Regions from separate parts of the Mus musculus genome. Here region 1 is linked to region 2. A link is a contact called in public HiChIP or PLAC-seq data. All regions are on one chromosome and are shown on one strand. Each heading gives the region's core, a stretch centred on a gene start, on an enhancer-like site or on the middle of the called end of the contact. The rest is flanking DNA. Distances are from core to core; before and after follow the strand shown.

Region 1 (6,205 bases), core at 2,253-4,752, 100 kb before region 2:
CATCCCTTCCCCCTGAGGGATCAGACACACGACCGACAGTATAGCATAGAATAAAGTTTACTCAGGGCATCAGGAGGGGAGTTAAGAGAGTAGTAGAGGCAGAGAAAGAGAGTAGACAAGTAGAGGCCAGCCATAACCACATGGAGAAGGGGGGGGGGGGGAGAGAGTTGGGAGAGGGGGAGAGCAAGAGGCAAGGGAGAGAAGAGGAGTAAGAGGAGAGGAGGGGCAAGCAGCCCTTTTTATAGTGAGCTAGGCCTACCTGGCTGTTGCCAGGTAACTGTGAGGAGGAGCATAGCTGGCTGCTGCCAGGTAACTGTGGGGGTGGAGTTCAGACAGAATCCTAACATTCCCCCATTTTGGTTTAGTTAAAAAAGAAAAAAACTAGAAAGAGGTGGTGGTGAAGCAGGAATAGGGTTGTCGTGATATCTGGCTTCTTCGTGTTGACATTGGGGCGACCTGACCTGTCTCTAGTGAACCTAGAGGAATGGGTATGGGAGATGTTTGTCCAGTCTTAGGAGAGTTGTCTAATTCCTTGCTGTCCAGGGTCTGTGGAGCCATCTGAGGATAGGTCAGAGGGAACAAGCAGTAGAAAATGTCTGTGTCTGTGACAGGAGATGGAGCATCTGAAGGTTGCTTCTCTGGAGCTGTCCTGGGTGTAGTAAGTGCCTGGACTTGACAAGATGTTGGAACACATTATTATAGGTAGTGAATAAGATTAAGTACATTTGGGAGAATGAAAGATTTTTTTTCTTAAGATGTACATTGGAAACCCAGAGGAATCTCACCCTCTGGGATAGGTTAGGCAGATGTACTGATCTGGATGGAGCCTATTTGGTCCATGAGAGGCAGATCTGAGTAGGTTTCCTGTAGCTTATAAGTTTACAAAAGAGATAACAACATGAGTTAGCAGCATGAGCAGTCTTTAAGATGAGCCTTTTGGGGAGCAGAAGGAACAAGATTAAAAAGTTGGATCATATAGTGGAATGTTTTATTAGAGTTAGAAAAATTTATAGGAACACAGATAATGCTAGGACAGTGGCACAGCAAGAAGAGGAAATATGAAGCATTTAACTAATGGAAACACAGTTTAGGTAAGGAGATAGCTGTCTAGCTGTCAGTGTAGTCAGAAGTCTGGGGAATAAACAAAAATCTAGCAGTTACATTATTTTAAAAATGACAGAGTCCACTAGCCAACAGTTCTGTAGTCTCTATGGTAACGGGCAGATTCTGTAGTCTCTATGGTAACTTGGGCAGAGTCAGACTGGCTTTCATGTGCAGAAGATGCAGGGCCTTTTCTCTATGGAATGGATATGGGTGACATGAGAAATGACTGACCTTGGTTTAGCTAAGTCATTTGACTCAGAGTATCTAGTTTTACCGACTGTGTATTCTAGTGGTTATCATATCACAATTCAGGCAGCATCCTGTAACTGTGTCCACATCTTCTGAGACCTCATGGGAGAGACTTTTGGAAATTCTGTCTGTCATAAATTTAATAATTAACAAACTTCTGACAAAACTGAGTGCTATATATATTAGATATAACTGAATAGAATTTAATGACAGGAGTAAAACTCATATTAAGACAAGATAGGAATGAAAACCTTAGGTAACTTTGGCAGGTTGTGTAGGTAGAGAAAAGTACATTGTTGTATTAGCAGAGAGACTTATGGCTAGGACCAGAGTAAGAAAGCTGGCAGCAGTGGCATAAGATCGGTCACAGAAAATGAGTTTGTCCAGGTAGGTTCAGCCTATGTCACAAACTGAGCATGCAGGCTGTGAGAACAAGCCAGGGGTGTGGAGCATGAATAGGTAAATGCTTGGGCATAGGGGACATTTTTAATTTACCAGACTGCTGGCAGTATGCGTGACGATCTCTTAAAATATACATTTGAAGATATTGCAGCACCCACTGGAGAGTTATTGGATTATTTGTACTGGCATCCTGAGAATAATTCAATAACCAAAAATTCTAGCCAGGCTAGTGCCCTAAGCCTTCACTAAGGCCCCCTAGAGGCTACATGGTAAGTCCAGGACTTACCAGAAAGGGCCCTACCCTAGGCCTAGGGGTTTTTTAAACGGCTGCAAAAGCTGGGGGTGGGGTGGGGTGGGGGAGTTCGAGAGCTGCTTTCAAAGGGTATGGTCACCCAAGGGTCGATGTCCTAACTCATATGTCACCTGGGAAGTTGGTCATAAGGACAGTGGCTGTGAAATGTCAACCCTTTAGCCCCCAGAAAAAAAAAAAAAGCTGGCCAGGCCCTATCTGGGAAATTAGAGTCAGCCCTCCTGCTGACTGGAAAAACTCCTTATCCATCGAATGCCAGTGTGTGTTTGTGAGCTTCCGCAGGCTCGTAGCAGGAAGAGTGGAACTGCGTGGTTGGTTTGGGCCCATTTGACTTTGTCAAATCTAACAGATGGGAACTCTGGCAGGATGTAAGGGGCAGGGACCTACTTTTCAGGCTGAGAACCAGGAGCAGAGCTAAGGAGCAGAGGGGAAGGGCAGCAAGTGAGAAGAAAAGAACAGTTAGAGAACATTATAACATGGCTCCAGCTGAGGCTGCAGTGGCTTTAACAGCAGCTTTTACACCATGCTAGGTACTAGCAGAGAATAAGGTCAGTTCTTAGTCAAAGACAAAGTGATTAAATAAGGCAAAGAACTAAGAGATCACACCAGGTAGTAATCAAACAAAGCAATAAACAAAATCCTCCCCCCCACCCCCCACCCCCAGTCACTGGGTCTGGGGGCTTATCAGGATGACCAGGACAAAAAGGAAGTCACACCTTCCTTGGCTGAGTTTACCTTGATCCTTGCATCAGCCCAAATGTGAATATTCTTATCTGAGCCTACTGCCTTGAGCCCAGTGACAAGTACTTGCCAAATTTTTATAAGTGGTACTAAAAGCTCTCTACATTCATAGGGGGCAGGAAGGGCAGTAAGTAGGATCAGGCAGGCAGGTAAACCTGTTGAACTAGTCTGCAGCAGGTTGTAAATGAGGGAGGGGAGAAGGGAAAGTCTAATGCTCAGAGCCCTGGTGCTGTTGAGCCAGAGAGCAGTGGTCCAGGCCCAGCCTGAAGTTCTCAGACGCAAGAAAGAAACTGTCTCTAAGGAGAGGGAAATCTCACCCAAGGGAAAAACTGGATGTCTCCCATCCTCAAGGACAACACAGGGGTATCTCCTATCTCAAGAACTCTCCCCTGGGACCATAGAGATGGGAAAGGATGGGGGCTTACCAGATCTTGGGCTAGGGAGTTCTCTTGTTGTGGCTGAGATGGGATGTAAACTTGAAGAGATTTTAGATCTGACTCACGGCACAATGTTATGATTATTAAAAAATAAAGAAATATAAGGATATGCCCTATGGAGGTGTGGTGAGGTATGGAGGAAGGTGGTGTCTCAGCCGGCCCATGTAGAGGCATCCCTTCTCTCTGAGGGACCACCATTTTATAGTGAGCCAGGCCTACCTGGCTGTTGCCAAGTAACTGTGGGGGTGAAGTCCAAACAGAATCCTAACAACTAGTGGACTCAAACCAGGACAGTTTTGATGCTGGGTCCAGTTTATATTCTCATTTATATCCTAAAACCACACACTGGGGCAGACAGACAATCAAGATTTAACAGAAGCAGGAGAACCGCTAAGATGACAGCCCTGGAGAAGGTGAAGGATGTCTCTGGCGACCGGCGGCCCGGCTAGATCCAGCAGCGAGGCTTCCAGCATGGATCTGCACACAGCGGTGTACAATGCGGCGCACGACGGCAAGCTGCCTCTGCTGCAGAAACTGTTGGCCAGCCGTGGGCGTGAGGAGCTGGAGGAGCTGCTGGGTGAGGTGGCCGGCGGTGGAACGCCACTGCTAATCGCAGCGCGCCGTGGACACCTAGACGTGGTGGAGTATCTGGTGGACCACTGCGGCGCCAGCGTGGAGGCGAGTGGCTCTGTGCACTTCGATGGCGAGACCATCGAGGGCGCGCCGCCGCTCTGGGCAGCGTCGGCCGCGGGTCACCTGGCCGTGGTGCGTAGCCTTCTGCACCGAGGCGCCTCGGTCAACCGCACCACGTGCACCAACTCCACACCGCTGCGCGCCGCCTGCTTCAACGGCCACCTGGACGTGGTGCGCTGCCTGGTGGGCGAGCACAAGGCGGACCTGGAGGTGGCCAATCGCCACGGCCACACGTGCCTTATGATCTCCTGCTACAAGGGCCACCGCGAGATCGCACGCTACCTGCTGGAGCGCGGCGCACAGGTGAACCGGCGCAGCGCCAAGGGCAACACCGCCCTGCACGACTGTGCAGAATCTGGCAGCCTGGAGATCCTACAACTGCTGCTGAGCTGCCACGCGCGCATGGAGCGCGACGGCTATGGCATGACGCCGCTGCTGGCCGCCAGCATCACTGGGCACACCAACATCGTGGAGTACCTCATCCAGGAACAGCCGAGCCACGAGCAGCTCTCAGGGACAGAGCTTCCTGGAGAAGGCTCCTCCCAGATGGCAGGAAACCACTGCTCCACCCCAGAAGATGCAGAACAGTATGAGAGCTGCTGCCCTACCAGCCGGGAAGCGGCTGTGGAAGCTTTGGAGCTGCTGGGTGCCACCTATGTGGATAAGAAAAGGGATCTGCTTGGAGCCCTGAAGCACTGGAGAAGGGCGATGGAACTCCGCCACCAGGGTGGAGGCTTCCTCCCTAAGCCAGAGCCCCAGCAACTGGTTCTGGCCTATGACTATTCCAGGGAGGTGACTACGCCTCAAGAGTTGGAAGCCCTCATTACAGATCCTGATGAGATGCGGATGCAGGCGCTGCTGATACGGGAGAGAATCTTGGGCCCCTCACATCCTGACACTTCATACTACATACGGTACCGGGGTGCTGTCTATGCGGACTCCGGGAATTTCGAGCGCTGTATCCGTCTGTGGAAGTATGCCTTGGACATGCAACAAAACAACCTGGAGCCCCTGAGCCCCATGACCGCCAGCAGCTTCCTGTCGTTTGCAGAGCTCTTCTCCTACGTGCTGCAGGACCACTCGGCCAAGGGCAACCTAGGCATGCAGCTTGACTTTGCCGACCTCATAGGTGTGCTCAGCAAAGGGGTTCGGGAAGTGGAACGGGCTCTGCAGCTGCCCAAGGAACCGGATGACTCCGCACAGTTCACCAAAGCCATTGCCATCATCCTCCACCTTCTGTACCTATTGGAGAAGGTGGAGTGCACCCCCAGGCAGGAACACCTCAAGCACCAGACAGTCTATCGCCTGCTCAAGTGTGCCCCTCGTGGCAAGAACGGCTTCACCCCACTACACATGGCGGTGGACAAGGAGACCACCAACGTGGGCCAGTATCATGTGGGCGTCTTCCCGTCACTGCAGGTGGTCAAGGTGCTGTTGGACTGCGGAGCAGACCCTGACAGCAGGGATTTCGACAACAACAGCCCACTGCACATCGCTGCCCAGAACAATTGCCCGGCCATCATGGATGCTCTCATCGAAGCTGGGGCCCACATGGACGCCACCAATACCTTCAAAAAGACTGCCTATGAGCTGCTGGACTCGAAGCTGTTGGCCAAGAGCACCGTGCAGCCCTTCAATTATGTGACACTGCAGTGCCTAGCTGCCCGTGCCCTGGACAGGAACAAGGTCCCTTATAAGGGCTTCATCCCAGAGGAGCTGGAGGCCTTCATCCAGTTGCACTGAGCCTGCCCAGCTGCTGGTGCCCACTTGGGCCTTACTTCTCCAAGCAGAAGCATCCAGGCCCTATGGCCTGCTGGAGTGAACCCAGCTGCTGATTCTAGAAGCCTTCAGGGTCACATGATAGGAAGACGGTCTTTTTTTGTGGAAGTGCAAAAAACAAAATCCCGGATGCCTGAGCCTCCCCAGTGGCATGCTTCTGTCTAGGTCTGGAGGCCTCTGCACTGTCCTAGAGTCCTGCAGTGAGCAAAGCTGTCTCCTTCCTGCAGTGGGCACTGACCACCTAGATGTTTGCAGTTGGTTTTTCCTTTTCTAAGCAGATGGGCAGCAACCTGGAGCCCATGTTTGTGAGGGTTTTTCTGTCTGTTTTCACTGGTTTCTGTTTGTTGGACTTAGTAATGACTGAGTTGGGAGTTGTCAGTACTTTGCAGTGGCCACAGCTGAGAACGGCATGAACTGTGTGTGCAGATCTGTGACCAAGGTCCTGGGAAGGCTCCTCATTTCTGTGCTGATTAGAGAGAGGACTATCTCC
Region 2 (6,401 bases), core at 1,832-4,331:
CCCACACATGCACCATAAAAACAAAATAGGAATAAGACACACTCGCCACAATAGTTGCATAAAAAACTGATTAGGTCCAACATCATCTCATGGTAAACAGTCAACAAAACAGCAAGAAAAAAAAAAAGAATTAGCCTCAAACTGATCAAAAATAAAATCTACAAAATCACAGTGAACATGCTGCAAGACTAGCATCTTCCCACTTAAACCTAGTAATAAGACAAGGGTAACCTCTCTTTGACACTTCACACCCATATATGTCCTAGAAGTTTTTGACCAGAATTTGGGCAATGAATTGATTGGACAAAAATAAATTAAGGTATTTGTTGCTAATATGATCTTATATTTAGAATTTCCTAAAGAAGCCACAAAACAGCAACTAGAATTCCTAAACAAGTCTAGTGACATTGTGGGTACAACATCATACAAAGCCAACTGCATCTGACTTAACACAGACTTTCAAAACAACAGTTAACATTCACAAACAAAAAAATTTAATTCCTAGGAACATACATAGCTGAAAACAAATGAAATAAACCGAAAACTTACAGTTAAAAGAAATTAATGGCTGAATCAAGCAGAAAGATATCACACAGTCTTGGATGACATATAACAGTCCTCTAATTAGTCCCAAGTACAAACCCCATCAAAACAAAAGCCCAGCTTGTGTCTCCAACTGAACTGACAAGACAGCTGAAAAAAAATATATCTGGAATAACCAAAGAAATCCTGGAAAACAATAATAAAGTTAAAGGGCTCACATTTCTCCTCTGCAAAATTTCCTGCAAAGCTTTCAGTAACAAGAGAATGGCAAGCTAGAAGTCAGTTGGAGCTACATAGCAAGCTTCTGTCTCAAAAAAAGAAAACAAAACATAAACCCGACCCTACAGTCATATACATGGTTACAAAGGAACATAAGTGAAATACAATCAACTTTTATATTTATAGTCAGGTGAATTTGACAAGGAAGCTAAGAACAACTGGATGTCCAACTGCAGGGGAATGCCACTGGACTCCTTAGATTCCTGTACTTTATATGACATGAAAGGTTAACTTATGGGGTAGAGAGATGGCTCAGCCATTAATGGTTCCCAAATCTCTTTAACTTCAGCTCCAGAGGATCTGACCACTCTAGCCACAGTAGCTATCTGCATTCATGACAAACACACTATTAAAGATGACAAAATATTGTTTTAACTCAAAATAGAATAAAAATCTAAAGATTGGAGTTTAAACTATAAAATGCTTTTAGACAGTTGGCAAAATGGCTGAGTGCACCTGCCACCAAGCTTGCTAAGACATTTTAGCTCCTAGCCCCACATGGTAGAAGGCAAGAATTAGTCCCTATAAGCTGTCTTTTGACCTCTATACACATTCCTACACATGTTTACATGAAGGGTAGCTGTTAAAAATAACAATTTAGTTAAAAGAATAAAGAAAGTGTAGATCTTCAAGGCTGTGTTTCTTAACATATGGTATTAGCATAAACACAAGAAAAGTAAATATACTGAGCCTCTTAAAATAAAATATTTTGTTTCAAAGGACATAATGAAGAAGGTGAAGACAATCTACAAAATGGGAGGAAATACAAAGTAAATATCTGATAAGGGGTGCTAGAGAGAAGGCTCTTTTAGAAACACACAGGTTTGATTTCTATCACCCCACTGTGATTCACAACAATGTGTAAATGAAGTTCAGGGGACTAGCTCCTCTACTGGCCACTATGGGCACCAGGCAGACGTGTGATACACACATACCCAGGCAGGCAGCACACTCACATGCAGGAAATTCTTATGAAAATATTGGATAAAGCATGTTTTTATAAGGAAGTTTCTAACTCATATAAAATGTTCATAGAACACCCCTTTTAAAGATCCAAGAAGAACTGAACAGTGATTTTTCCCTTACAACTATGGGAAACACATAGGGGTTTATGCCAATCTAGTTAAATAATTTAGAAAAATAGATTCATTTCCCTGCAGTTTATCTTTGTTTTCAAAATTAAAAAATATAGAAAACTTTTGATTATTTTGTATAGTGCACCTTACCTAACTAAAATTTAAATTTAAAGGAACCCAGTTTTTCTTTCACTGACTTGGTACAAAGAAAGAAGAGCTGCCTACATTTGGTAATCACAGGCTGTCATCTGCTATAGCTAAAAATAGTGCTAGATCAAATGTGTTACATGCACAAGTCATCCTGTTACATTTTCCTTAAATGAATTTCCTTAAATTTACATTCAACTTAGCCTGAAGTTAGCTTGAAGTCAGGTTTCAATTTTAAAGCCCTATTTTAAAAACAACTTTTTTAAAAAATAAGAATAGTAAGCTCCTACCACCACATTTGACTCATTAATAATTCAAACCACTGATTATTTAGTTCATATAGCTTTCAATACAAAACGGGCTGGCAAACTGATGCACATGACAACAAGTTGAATAACCAGAGTCTGATACCTGGGACCCACAGGACTCATAGATGTCATCCTCCGATCTTCACACACACACTGCAACATGGAGAGCCCACACACTTACACACATAAAAAAATTTTCATGTTGGGGGCATCAATATACAAAAACAGAATAGAAAATATCCCTAACTTCACATTTCCAATTTCTCTAAACCATGGTATAATTTTCCATTCATAGTAAAGTCCATACATGTAATACCATTCTAAATTAAAGCTAAGTATTTTCTCTCTATGTATCTATCTACTTACTTACTCCTAAACACTCCTTGCACAAAATTTGACAATTTTTAGTTATAAAAATTAGTTATAAAAGACTGCATACAATTAAACTAAATTAAACTCAACACCCTTAAGCCCAAATTCTAGCAACAGATGAGATTAAGTTAAAAAAAAAAAAAAGAAAAGAAAAGAAAAAAAGAAAAAGTAAAGAGAATTCTATTGACTGTTGAAATGTTCTTCCTACAGCAAGTACGGAATCCAGTCCTTAAGAGAAATTATATCACAGGCTCAGCAGAAGTTTCAGTAATACTACTAACCACATCTACCTTTTTCCACAGTTGATACTAAGACTACTGCTCTTTTTTTCTTAAGAGTGAGAACCAGGGGCTGGAGAGATGACTCAGCAGTTAAGGGCACTGACTGTTCTTCCAGAGGTCCCAGCAACCACATGGTGGCTCGCAACCATCTGTAATGGGATCTGATGCCCTCTTCTGGGGTGTTTGAAGACTGCTATAGTGTACTCATATACATAAAATAAAAAAAGTAAGTGGTAAATGGTACCACATACAAAAAGCTGCCATAGTAAGCTATGCATGAATAAATTATCACAACATGGGCCAATTTTCAGCCTTTTCCTCATCACTCCTTGGTTGTTCTCATACAAACTATAAAATCAAGGTCTCATACTCCAGCTTTGAAGGTCTATGCAAATAACCTAGCATATTTAGTTTTCTTGGTTTCCTTATGTATAAAACTAAATGGTTACAATAAATGTAAATGACAAGACTCATTATCTGCAGGTGAAATCTAAAATTCTTTTTAAGAAGTATTTACTTTTACATGTGTATTTTTGCCTGCATTTAGTTTGTGTACCATGTGTAACCCTGGCACCTATGGAGGGCAGAAGAGGATGTAGGAGACCCTGGAACTTGGAACTGGAGTTACAAATGGTTGTGAGTTGCCATGTGGGAATCAAACCTGGGTCCTGTACAAGAGAAGCCAGTGCTTATAACTGCTAAGCTATCTTTCAGAACTCCTACGAGTCTTAATTGTTTCATTGCTCCTTTAAGAAAAAAGGAGAATCCTAAATCCCCAATGGGGGTGGGGGGGATGTATCATTTTTAAAAAGAAATATATGTACAAAGTTCAAGGCAAGGAGTAAACCATTAAATATGTCTGTCATTTTATAGAAAAATTATGCATGCCAACTAGGAGGCCCAGGAGGAAAGGACCATTTTTACCTTTAAAGAATGTTACAGACATAAAGCCCATATGTAATGGAATAGAAGTCACAACTCAAAAGAAGAGTTTAAAGAAGGCCAGTATCATGTCTATCTGGGAAGAATGTGTCTTAAATACTGCATGGTCAAAATAAAAATTGGAAGAAAAGGTGTAAGAGGTAAAATCAGAGAAATAAAATAGCAGGCATGTTGATGGAGCAGGCCCTTCAGGGTCGTGTGGGGATGGGAGTAAGCTAGGACTGAGTCATGGGATGCCTTTATAATTAGCCAAGGATCATCAGTATAAGTTGAACTTGAAACACAAAGAAAAACTCTTGCAATGGCACAATTACAACTGTTCTTGAAGAAGATAATTTCAATTCAGCCATCACATGAAGTATAGATCAGTTAGCAGTCCTGATTAAAAAAAATACGAATATTCAGATAGGGGTAAATAAGGAAAGCATCAGAATAAATTTCCACCACTGGTCTCAATCCATATCCCTTGAAGATTTTTTTTTATTATATTTCTCTATAACCACTGAAAACATATATACATTCACTTCTGAAAAAAAAATGCAAACCTGTTTCTGTAATTTACTTAAAACTGATAAAAATTCCTAAAGTTAAAACCATCAGAATTAATTTTAGCCATGGCTCCCAGACAAACAATAACTCGTTGCTCAAAGCAATTTTTCTGAAAAGCAATGCTGCAAGCATGTATTAACCCCAATTTTCATTAACTGAACAATAACCATGAATAAGAACAGAATTTAATTTAATTTTACTCACTTTAACCAGCAACATATTAAAGTGATGTAAGTGACTTTAAAGGTGGAAATATCTACTAAATTGTTCAAGATTACAGAATACAATGTATAATATAATCTTCTAGTTCCTTACTTCATTATTAAAAACCCAAAGCCATTCTCTATTTTCTACAACACACAGTCCTGCTACTTAACAACAATCAAAAAAAAAAATCTAGAAAAACACAATGAAGGTCCAAGTTACACTGAGTTTTAGGTAAGTTTAGATAGAATTAAAAGCAGGTTTCTTCCTAAGATTGGCAGTTGACTTCCAGGCAAAGTAGGAAGCCCTAAAGAGTCCACAAGGGAAGAATGCACCAGATATGATGACAAAGCCACTTTGTCATTAAGCATAATCAAACTGAATTTTAATGTTACTGAAAGTTCTCACAAAGGCCAGCTGAGCTTCCCAATCTACAAAGGCACTAGCAAACATGGGCAATGCTGCACTTTCTCCTAAAATCTGAGCGTCTGCAATCACTTTATCTTCATTCTAAACAGTTTCTTGACAGCCAGTCCTCCTCAGACCTCCAGTCCTGTCCTGGTGGTGAGACCACACTCTCCTACTCCTCCTACTGCTGTTAGAGCTAACTTTTCCTGGTGCTCCATTAATGTAGGCTTGGTGCTAATGGCTTTCCTTCCCTATCTTCGATTTTTTAAAAAAGATACCCTCGCTTTGCATTTGTTTTGTAATCTTTATCATTGCTTGCTATGTCCATCACTTCAAATTCAAAGTGTCTAGAACTCAATTTGGCTTTAAAAAAAAATCTACTGATGCTGAGCATAGATAGTTGTTCATCGTGACTTCGAATTCATGTAGTCCTGCAACCTATGATGAATATCAAGTATTTCTTCACTTATTTTTCTCATATCTGTTACTTCCTTTTCATCCCCATTTCAGATGATGTTCAAGGTTTTCTTTTTTAAGTCCAGGCATAGCTAAAATCATCCCAAACTCAGGCCTCTAGGTTCTCCTCCGGCTTTTACTACACCACAGATGGCCTTCTGAACCCACCACTACTTATTATTACTACCTACTTTAAACATCAAACCAATACAACCTGGCCCAGAGCATCTTGTCATAAAACCCCAGAGAACCTCAAAACTGGAACCCTATAAATCACACAACAGAATAAAAACTTAAGAGGCAGTTTCATACCTAGTCAAAATCAAAACATACTAGAACTAAGGTGTGAACCCTAGATTGTTTTCCAAATCTGCCCAATTATAAAATGATGACACCAGATTGCCAGGCCCTGTAGAGCTTGTTTTGATAGGATCACAGGACTCTTTCTTGTGAACCACAGAGAAGCTTCAGGAAACCTGACCTAGACCGTCTAACCTTCTATCATCTTTGAGCCTACAAATCTATCTGTCAACATTATCCTATACAGTCTACTCTACCCAGGAAATTCTAGTCACTGTATTAACAGTGTCTTCTCAGTGCTTCTAAAGCAGGTGTGATTGGAAAGGAAGGAAAGACTATGGGGTTGGGAAGGGAAAGGAGCCCCTTCCCCTGGTGAGGCCTCTTACCAACTAAGAATCAAGAATTCCAACATACTTAACATCTGTAATTTTTTAGGAATCTCATCAAAAGCCCACTTACAAACAAAAGGGCATGTCCTAACCCCTGGTGCAATCCTAAAGTCCTGACTTTATCTTATTAGGTTTGAGCCCATCCAA

Evidence for each region. HiChIP or PLAC-seq counts read pairs in DNA pulled down with a chosen protein or histone mark.
Region 1: an H3K27ac HiChIP or PLAC-seq map of embryonic stem cells shows a contact between it and region 2, with 6 read pairs. The contact joins the promoter of Fem1al here to the enhancer-like site in region 2. A contact is called at or near these places in 9 of 39 promoter capture datasets (3T3-L1-derived adipocytes, the C10 cell line, the HPC-7 cell line and 3 more), 1 of 15 datasets of contacts at CTCF or cohesin (the NIH/3T3 cell line), 12 of 484 Hi-C or Micro-C datasets (the G1E-ER4 cell line, the HPC-7 cell line, Sertoli cells and 8 more), 4 of 115 datasets of contacts at active chromatin or transcription factors (bone marrow-derived macrophages, embryonic stem cells and neural progenitor cells) and 3 of 9 other capture datasets (adipose tissue, liver and pancreatic islet).

What each region holds. Positions count from the first base shown.
Region 1 is chr11:29,822,965-29,829,169 of GRCm38.p6, reverse strand. It overlaps Fem1al (fem-1 homolog A like), which reads left to right and starts at 3,502. Exons shown (of 1, transcript NM_176829.2): 1 at 3,502-6,205. The coding sequence starts at 3,715. The coding sequence ends at 5,679. The region is part of intron 13 of Eml6 (echinoderm microtubule associated protein like 6); the gene reads left to right.
Region 2 is chr11:29,721,116-29,727,516 of GRCm38.p6, reverse strand. All of the region lies in intron 3 of Rtn4 (reticulon 4), which reads right to left. Among named protein-coding and RNA genes, the nearest start is that of Rtn4, 31 kb to the right of the region's middle. Within about 2 kb of position 3,081, at least 8 of the 459 cell types and tissues checked have an H3K27ac peak or open chromatin away from gene starts, as enhancers often do. A contact at or near this core is called in bone marrow-derived macrophages and embryonic stem cells, where this site is marked.